2 separate regions of the Danio rerio genome follow, and region 1 is linked to region 2. A link is a contact called in public HiCAR-type data. All regions are on one chromosome and are shown on one strand. Each heading gives the region's core, a stretch centred on a gene start, on an enhancer-like site or on the middle of the called end of the contact. The rest is flanking DNA. Distances are from core to core; before and after follow the strand shown. Region 1 overlaps septin9a (septin 9a). Region 2 overlaps tnrc6c1 (trinucleotide repeat containing adaptor 6C1).

The links. HiCAR-type assays count read pairs that join an accessible place to other places.
Region 1: a HiCAR-type map of caudal fin shows a contact between it and region 2, with 3 times the contacts expected there. The contact joins two enhancer-like sites. A contact is called at or near these places in 3 of 18 Hi-C or Micro-C datasets (embryo, hematopoietic stem cells and an unstated tissue) and 1 of 4 datasets of contacts at active chromatin or transcription factors (caudal fin).

The regions. Positions count from the first base shown.
Region 1 is chr3:33,315,089-33,320,126 of GRCz12tu, reverse strand. septin9a (septin 9a) reads left to right here. Exons shown (of 12, transcript NM_001423665.1): 9 at 3,022-3,117; 10 at 3,202-3,298. Among named protein-coding and RNA genes, the nearest start is that of septin9a, 120 kb to the left of the region's middle. Within about 2 kb of position 3,491, at least 5 of the 62 cell types and tissues checked have an H3K27ac peak or open chromatin away from gene starts, as enhancers often do.
Region 2 is chr3:33,127,155-33,132,434 of GRCz12tu, reverse strand. It overlaps tnrc6c1 (trinucleotide repeat containing adaptor 6C1), which reads left to right. Exons shown (of 21, transcript XM_073944712.1): 4 at 1-1,684; 5 at 2,768-2,962; 6 at 3,855-4,018; 7 at 4,614-4,691; 8 at 4,767-4,824; 9 at 4,910-5,058. Among named protein-coding and RNA genes, the nearest start is that of znf207a, 42 kb to the right of the region's middle. Within about 2 kb of position 1,919, at least 4 of the 62 cell types and tissues checked have an H3K27ac peak or open chromatin away from gene starts, as enhancers often do.

The DNA.
Region 1 (5,038 bases), core at 2,242-4,741, 190 kb before region 2:
TGTCTGAACATCAATGTGCCTCTCGTGATCTGTTCTCTTGCTCATCCACCATTCGTTCTTGTCGCCATGATTTGCGGGTCTAACAGAGCAGCTATGAATATGCGGGAGACTTGCGTATCTTCCGGCAGAGGTCTTACTGTTGGATGAGACGACCAGATAGGCGAGTTGATCGAGTCATAAAATGTGATTATTGGCCGATGCTTATCTCTAGCCTATCGATCGGTGCATTCCTAGTATCTGAGTTAAGAATTTATTTCAAATGTTTTATAGACAGAACTGTGAGGAATATATACATAAGAAACTTTGCAAGAAAAATATAAGCATGTTGTACTACATGACTTTTTGAGTTTTCTAAATGATTTCTTGAAAATAGCATAAACATTTTTCAAAATCTTGTTTCCATATACATTGTTAAAGTCAGGTTTGTTAGTTCAGCCACATTTACAGACATGCAGAGAATTGGAATTACTCTCAGACCCTGGGTGTATACAGATAACGCAAGAACTCGAAACAATCATATAAAAATACAAATAAGATCAATAAATTTAAAAGAAAGATACTAAATATAAAAAGAGCATGAAAAAGAACTTTCCATGCAACACATTTATTAAATACTATTCCTTTTCTTTATGGTAGGCATTGTATTTTCTTTTCTATGTTTAAGATGTACGAATTCATATCTAACAAAGAGATGGACTGAGAGGTTTTAAATAACAGACAAAATACAGTGCGGATCTTTGTGCTGTGATCCCCATTGGAATACTCTGAAGACCACAAACCAATGCATTGATGCGTGGAGGAACTGGTACATGCTGTCATGTTGTTATTCTAGCTGAAGTTGGCAAACTGACTCTTTTTCTTTCCTAAGAGGTTTCCAAGATTGCAGATGGTGTCTAGTCTACTACTCCTGCAGAAACAATACTGCTTATTTATAATGTGAGGTTTGATTACTTCAGACAATTCACACAGCAAAAAAAAAAGTATTTTTATTATGCTGAAACAAAGTCAGTGTAAGAGTTTCTGCAGTTTTTGAGTAATGGTATGAGACTGAGGTGACACATGGTGTGATGAGGTGTATGTAAGCAACATCTGTTTTGGGGTTGTTAGTTGCATTTCACATAGCAGAAAGGAAGGGATTGCCAACGTCAGCAACTGCTTGTGCTGGCGTGTTTTTTTTTGCATGAGTATTAAAACAGAAATACTCTAGACCTTTCTCTTTTTTAAAAAAAAAAAAATAAAAATTGGCTGTCAGATTTCAAAACGTTTTTTCTTTACCAAGGACAAAAAAATCCCAAAGTAGTTTCAGAGAAGTCCATGATCACTATGTGTTGTCTCTTGCAGACTGTTGTAGCTCTGAGGGATGTACATTGAGTTCAATTTCCTGTACACCGTAAATCCCAACAGTCAACTTTATCAAATTAACTTAAAATTTACTGAAAGTTAACTCATTTGAAAAGAGTTTTGAACTCTGTGTTGAAGGTAATGAGTTAATTAAATACCTTATTACTTCAACTTAAATGGACTAAGCTCACAGTACTCATAGATTAGTTTTTTTTACTCAATTGGTTTGTAACAATCAGTTTTCTCAAACAGTTTGAGTTGCCTTAACTTATTGGGTTTTACAGCACTCAATTGGTTTGAGTTCTCTTCATTTTTTGTGTTTACTGTGCTGAAATTGCTTCATATACTCAAACGGATTAAGTTCATAGTACTTATTAGGATTAGTTTTTGAACTTAAATGGTTTGTTGCAATCAGTTTCATAAAATGTACCCTAACTTTTGGGGTTTACAGTTTACTGTTATCTATCAGATTAAACCATAGATAAAAAAAAAACTTTAAAGATCCTGTGAAGTGCTTTGTAAAGTGCAGTTTTTATTTTTATTTTTATTTTTTTTTATGTGTGATGTAAGTTGAACTGAAACATAAATAATGGGCAGAAATAGAGTAGCCCTTTCTCTTTTTAAAAACAAAACAGGCAATAGCATTTCATTTTTATCATAGCTTTTGCAGTAAGAGTAGTTAAGTTTAAGCGCATACAGCAATCACATATCGCAAGGGGATGGTGCATGTTAGATACTAGAGAGCATTTGTTTGGTCAGGATTTGATGAAAAACTGAAGTATGCGGTGATATAAAAAAAATGGTTGATTCATTTAGGTGGAGCTTCTTTTAATGCAAATTCTGTCACTTTTTGGAGCACACTAGTTTATAGAAATCCTTCAAATTAACATATTGAGTCCACCATCCAATAACTTTGATTTCAAATGGATTGTTAATGGACAAAACCCCCATAAAGTTTTGTAAGTTTATTAGTTGTGAAAATATTCTGTTTGATATTATAGCTGTGTGGTTAAAATGTAGTGTTTGTAGTTTAATCATTGAAGAATAATAGGTTGTAAATAATAAATGAAGAAACCATGTTTTTAGTCTTAAATACAAAAGAAAACAGTATTTAGTGAAATAACTCCTGTTCGAAAACATTTGCTGTTTTGGCCATTTGTCATTTTCTGCAAAAAAAAAAAAAAAATAATAATAATAATAAAGAAATCCTCTAAATAACTTGGGATTGGAAATGATGACATTGTGCTCGCGCAAAAGACAGGAAATGTGAATGGCCCTACCTTAATAGCCTCAGTCATAGTTAAAATCAGCCTTTAATCCTTTGTGCGTGCGTGTTGTGTACAAGCTTGGAATTTTTAACTAGAGCACAGTTGGCATAACTTTTAGTTGCAGCAGTTTTGTTCCATGCAGAAGCTCGTGTTGAGAGGCCTTTATGCCTAATTAACCGCAACGAATTAAAGCACGATTAATACCGAAATAGGTTAATCATTGCATCCCTATTAATGACATTTGAATTTTTAATTTGCAATTGGAATTTGAAATGGTATAGAATAAAACAAACATTAACATTTTACTTGTATACCTAATAAATACAGTACATTCAAAGAAACGGTAGCTTGTCTATGATGCTTGAAGGTCTATTCACGTTTGGCCCATGTACTTTGCTTTAATTTTGTGCAGATCAGGGAAGAGCTTCGAGCCAATGGGATTGACGTCTATCCACAGAAAGAGTTTGACGAGGATGCAGAGGACAGAATGATTAATGAGAAAATAAGAGTAAGCTTGCACTACAAGAAAAAAAACATTCGTAGTTCATTGAAAACATGGTGATATTATTTGGTTCTTTCTAATCTCCATTAGGAGATGATCCCTTTCGCAGTAGTAGGAAGTGACCAGGAGTACCAGGTCAATGGGAGACGACTCTTGGGAAGAAAAACAAAATGGGGAACCATTGAAGGTATTGTGACTCTTTTGGTCTCAAAAGCCTCTTTAGAGAAGAAAGAGAGAAGGTGATTAGCGGACTATGCAGACAGCAAGCGTTCCAAAAGCACATCAAGGGAGCTCATTAACTGCAGACGCACGGCTGTGAGTCAAACATCAGAAAGGCTTATCCTCTGTAAATGAGGAGCCACTCACAAGAACATTGAGTGAGTCATGTTGACTGCCGGACAGTTAAAATGCCTTTATCATGAGTGCCTGCAGGGATGTGACCCATTGATGATGATGACATCACCATTTTCCTTGCTTAAGGATGATTGTAAAGGAAGTCAAGTACTTAAGTACTCGTAAAAGCAGCAGGCGAGATCATATATTGCTTGCAGTCAATTTTAGAGTTGTAATTCTTTTTATTTTATATAGTTATATAGTAATATATTGAAGTATAAAATAATACATGCAGTAATGTTTTAATGTACATATTCTCTAGCTGCTCTTCACCCACACACTCTTTTTCCTAAATGACTGCTATTCAGCTGCTTGTTAAATTTTGACAGGTATGATCACAGCAAACATTCAGCTCTGCGTTCGACTAAGAAAGAGCAGTTGACATGTAGTAATGAAGCTTCAGTCTTTAGTCTTCAATCACACGATTTTATTATTTCGGTTAACAAAAAGTTCAATTACTGTTAAAACAGATTGAAGTTTGAAGACATAAACTGATGTCTATGATAGCGATCAAAGTAGATTAAGTTGCTTGGTTTTTTCAACAGATGGTTGTTCATTTTCTTGCTATTCCAACAGATGAGGGAAAGAAACTATTTAAAATGCATTTTCTATTCATGCATGTTCATTTAGAAGATTGAAGAATTACTGATTTCATCTAAAATTGAAACTTGAATTTTGTGAAGTTATGTATGACTCATTAATTTAAATCCTTAATTCTGACCTGTATATTTAAATTATTAACACTCTTTTGGAAACATTTTAAAAGAAATAGAATTTCACAGTACTGTTAGTTGGAGAGATGATTTCTTTAATATTATTGTTTTAATTACTAATCTATAATAACTAAGTTTGTCTTTGTCACACTGACAGTAAATAATATTTTACTCATCATTTTGCAAGATACAAGTAAAGTGCATTTTAAAGGCTTAACTAGTTTATTATTAGGCACGTTATTGGAGAAGACGGGTTTGTTTGTATCTATTAAAAAAATATATATTTTTATATGGGTTTTATATGGGTTTGTTTGTATATATAAAAAAAAAAAAAAAAATATATATATATATATATATATATATATATATATATATATATATATATATATATATATATATATATATATATATATATTTAAAAAGCTAATAATATGAACCTAAAAATAGATTAAAAAAATTTATTCCAACCAAACTAAAAGAAATAAGAATTTCTCCAGTACAAAAATACTGGGGATGCTCCGTTCGATCGGCCAGAGATAATTACATTTTATGACTCAATCGGTACTCAATAATCTGGCCGGTCTCATGAACCGATCACAAGTGTTCATTTATGAGTTTAAAAGCAGAGGAAGAACCATTTTAACGTATGCATCAAATATGCATTCCAAACTTTGTTCATTAAGACATGTTAAATTCTTCTTTCATCATTTACAATGTTTCCAAATTACTTTGTTAGTCATTTTTCTTACCAAATTATTTATACCGTTATACCGTAAACATTTTCTTGCAGTGTTAAACATTACTTGGCAAATAATTGAAAA
Region 2 (5,280 bases), core at 670-3,169:
CCATCCACGAATGTGTCTTTCAGCTCTGAACCTCAGAACCTTAACACTGATGGACCAAATCACACTAAGCAGGAGCCCAGAAGTCCTGGTCACAGCCTGTCAAACTGGGGGGTTGGACCTCCAGGCATGGGCTCATTTGTTCAATCCCAAGGAGGATCCTCGCAGGTCAACGGGGATAGGGAACCTATTTGGGGTAATGGAGATGCCAAGTCTGGTGGTGGCTCAAAAGACTCTGATTGGGACTCAGGGCACTGGGTACAAGGAGGGGCCTCGGGCACTTCTGGCTGGGGACAAGCTGCCTCATCTGGTGACTGGGGTAAGCATTCCAACATTGACACCAAAGGATGGAATTCTTCAGGCTCTCCCACCCAAGAACAGCAGCTAAATTCTTGGGTCCGTGGGCCCAATGCCCCAGCTAGTGAGGGAAGTAGTGACAGCATGGAATGCCATCATCGCAGGAGGGATCGATCATCAAGAGATGAGACTTCTCCTATTCTGCCTGCCCAGGATATGGATCCTCGGGTTTTGTGCAACACAGGCTGGGGACAAACACCTGTGCGGCAGCATACTGCTTGGGAAACCGAAGAAGCTGCTCGCTCCAACCGCAAGAATGACATTGGAACTGAGGCCTGGGGCTCGTCTTCAAATGCAGCCAATGTAGGACCAACATCTAATTCTGGCAGTGCCAACCCAAACTCAGGCACTACATCCAGACCTGACTCTGGAGGCAAGAGTGAAGGCCCCTGCCCTAGTACTGGTGCTGCACCTGGATGGGGCACAGCAATGTCATCACCCCAGGCTGGCTCTGGTTGGGCAGATACAACCAGCAACAAGAAACCTTCAATTGGTCCTGGAGATTGGGGCAGCACCTCAGCTGGAGGCCCAGGAGGCAACCTGCAGAAAAGTGGTCAGACTTGGGGTTCGGAAGAGAAGTCTCCGACCTGGGAAGACAGTCACGCTAAAGCCAAACCACAGTGCTGGGTTGAGGGACCCAAATCTCACGGGTGGGGTAATGGACCTGGTGGAGAAAGTGGTTCTGGAGGAGAATGGGGTGAACCTGGAGATGGAAAGAAAAATGGTCCCTCCAGCTCTACCTGGGAGGGAGAGGGTACAGGCTTAAATGAGGGATCCAGAGGATGGACCAAGCCTTCTGCTGGAGTAGGAGGAAACTGGGGAGAAGCACAACGCCCCAGTGTGCCACCACAAGGATGGAATAACAAGCCTCAGGAGGGTACCAATGGCAATAGCACCAGTGGAAGCATGGGTTCTTGGGGAGGTCCTAGCTCGGTAAAGCAGAGTTGCTCTGGATGGAATGGAGGAAATGGTGGAGGTGTTAAACCTGACCACACTGGAGACCCCACTGGATGGGAGGAGCCCTCTCCACCCTCCATTCGCCGTAAGATGGAGATCGATGATGGTACCTCAGTTTGGGGTGACCCAAGCACTTACAACAAAACAGTCAATCTCTGGGACAGGAATAACCCTGGAATGCAAGGCAAACCAGGACCTAGCAATGCCAACAATGTACCCAACAACCATCATCATCATCCCCATCATAATCAGCCTCCCATACAATCCCACAACCATGGAGGGCCAAACTCAAACAATAATCACATTTCTCCTGATAACGCTGGCCCACATCAAACAGGGCCATCTCACAATAGAACAACCCACATGAATCCAGGTGAGAAACACAGCTTTTTACTTTTACCCTTTTAAATATAACTAGTTAACTAGATAGTAGTTATACTTTAGATTATGTTGTCATAAGTAAAATGTGAGTAATGCTGCAGTAATAGTGTTTGCATTCTGTCTATGAGTGAAGTTCAACATATTATTTGAGCCAGGATGCAGTGTGTAATTAGAGTTTGGCTGTCATCTGTGGGGAGTATCAGTAGGCCTCAGCAGGATACTTGGAACAGACCCGGCGCCCTCTGCTGTTTCTATGTAGATTTGCACTCCTTCTGCCAAAGCTGTATTTAACATGGCATCCTCAGATGTCCCCTGTGCCAAGAACTAAACAGACATTTAAAATTGCAGCATACTATTCCATTTAAGACAGAGGAGCTAATTTTTATTCCAATATGTTTTACAGTTACAGTTATAATTATGATGTTATTTGTCGAGGAAATATTGCAAAGTTGTTTTGCAAAAAAAAGTACAGGACATTAGCACAGTGCAAGTATACCAGTATAAGTAAAATTTAATGGTGTTTCAAAATATTACCTTAATTGTAATTTTCGGAATTGATTTGTTTAAAACTGTAAACATTTTTCAGATCTGACATTAGTGTTTTCATATTCTGTGTGCTTACGACAATAAAAGGAGTTGTCATAAATCTAAAGATCATTTTAGGAGATGTAAACAAAAACAATGGTCCCAATGTATTTTCTGTTTTACATTTTTCATTTCTTTAGCTGTCGAAAAAGAGCCACATATTGATAAATAATGTAATGACAGCTGATTTAACATTAAGTTACGATTGAATTGCCTCTTGTTACAGTTATGAAATCGTTTGATAACAAGCAGGAAATGTTCATGGGCCAATGACATGACCACATTGAAATGGTCTATATAAAGGTGTTGTCATATTATTAAAAATACCTAGGTTTACTTTGAAAATGGCAGAATATGATGATACGCTTTCCCCCTTATTTATTACATGAACTATTTATTAAATGATGCCCGTTTTATCATTGTTTAGCTATGTAGAAAAGGGTTGTGAAAACCCTGAATTTGTCCTGAAGTTTGCAGTATTCTTATGCAGGATGGGGAGAGATGACAAATGCCCATTCAAAACCTGAACCTTTATGGGGAGAGCCAGCAGCTCCTGCTGCAAGTGTGGACAATGGCACTTCAGCATGGGGCAAACCCCCAGGTAGCTGTGGCAGCTGGGGTGAAAACGGCCCTGAGGTCTATAGCCGAGGCAATGGACCCCCTGGATCTGCCCCCTGCAAACCTGGTTAGTTTCAATATTCTAATTGCTTTAAATTGTTATACAAGATTTTAAGGAATCGCATGCAATGATACTTTTTTTTTTATTTTGTATTTTTTTTTATTATGCATTAGTAATTTACAAATACAGCAAAAACAGGCAACAAGCAAAAATTCCAAAGATAATTAAAATAAAATAAAAAAAACAAAAAAAACAAAACAAAAGGAAGACATTCACAAGACGCCAAGAACAGATTCATAATAGCTTACAATAGACAGAGCTTTTACATTTTTTACAACTTTGAGAGACTTCTTTAACAGAATAATTTCGTTGACAAATATCTTGTATAAAGGAGGAGATTTTGAAAGTCGACATTTGTGGATGAAAAATTTACCATTTAAAATGATCAAATTAACAAAATTGTTAATTTGTTTATCACCATTTTCAAAATAAATAATTTCTTTTGCATTCAATGTTATCAACATATTATTTTTAGCAGAATAATCAGAAAAACAGTCCTTCCAAAATAATTGCACACTGACAATCAACGAATAAGTGACATAAGGATTCCTCACTGTTTTTACAAAATGAACATTCTTTCTCGATATCTAAAACTTTGGAAAGTAGCACATTGGTTGGGTATATTTTATGTAAAATCTTTAAATTAATTTTTCTTACTTTATTTAAAATGCAAAACACATGCAATGATACTGCTTTTGCGTTTGAGTGCTGAATGACATGGTGTCAGGTGCTAGTTATCAGAGCTTTGAATGTGTAACAACAGGGCCCCCTGTTGTTGCAAAAATGTACTGCAGGATTGCACAGGTTTTTCTAAATTAAGTAAAAGGGTTTGTTTCTGTTGTTTGTAAACCTGGGTAATTAAAAAAAAAAGAATAAAAAAACTTTTTTTTTTCTCCAGCCCCCAAATCTATGCAAGATAGTTGGGGAGGTGGTGAGGACATGGGCCTGTCTGCAGGGCAATGGGAGCAGGATGAGGGTGACATGTGGAACAACACTGCGTCTCAGGAGAGCAACTCCTCCTGCAGCTCCTGGGGCAACCCACCGAAAAAGGGCCCACCAAAGGTAAATAATTTATAAAATTTTTATATTTATATAATGGATTTATTCTGGTGTTCATCACAATTAGGCATGGTCTGGTATATGATTCTGACATTATGGTAACCTTGGATAAAAATATCATGGTTTCACGGTATTGTAATTACTGTTCTAAAATATATTCTTTTCTAATTGTCTGCGTAAAAAGAAAATTATCCTCTGAACACAATATATAAACATTTCAAACATAGAAAAATTTGAAACAGAAACATTCGAAATATAGAAACATTTGAAACATTTTGGAACAGTAAACATGTCAGGCTAAATAATTTAAATCAATCATTGACTTCTGCTGTCTTCATTTGTTTAAAAAACACATTTCTTTACATTTACATTACATTCTTTACAATATTTACAATTTCTGTTAGAGATACTCTTTTCCTAAATAAATATTTTTTTAAATCTTACACATGTCTTAGGAACAGTATAACAAAAAGTTTTGGCTGTTTTATAACCTTGATTTTTCTCAACCGTTTTATACCTTGAAAACAGTTATTATCCTGTGCCTAATCACTAAACTGTACATGCTTCAGAAAGAGCTCATCTATCTCTCTTTTTTAAGGGAAAAGTCACAAACAAACAGGATGAAACCTGGATAATGAATCGTCTCATCAAGCAGTTGACTGACATGGGCTTCCCTGTGAGTACTGCTTATATTTCATTTAGTAGGATTTCTCCATCTGCATGTTTGACTGTTGTCCCTTTGCCTTTGTAGAGAGACCCTGCCGAAGAAGCTCTTAAGAGCAACAACATGAACTTGGATCAGGCCATGAGTACGTTTTATACCCCCAAAATCTTTCATTCTTTTAAGAACTTTAAGAACGTCTTTACTAGAATATTGTGTTTGTTGTGTTGTAGGCGCCCTGTTAGAGAAGAAGACGGAACTAGATAAAAGGGGGATGGGAATGTCTGACTACAACAACGGCCTAGTCAATAAACCAATGGGCTGTAGGCCTTCAGTCATCTCCAAAGAATCCTCCTCAGATCGACCCCCTTTCCTGGACAAGGTATATCCTTCTTATAATAAAACAGGTCCCACTTTATATTAAGTGGCCTTAACTAATATGTACTTGCATAGGAACTAATAGTTTGTTACAATGTACTTATTGTGTAAATGCATGTATTTACTGTGTACTTAGGCTTGAGTAAATACATGTATGCAATTACATCTGTAATTAACTTTTGTCATTACGTTTGTAAATACACTGTTGACCATCCCTTACACCTTA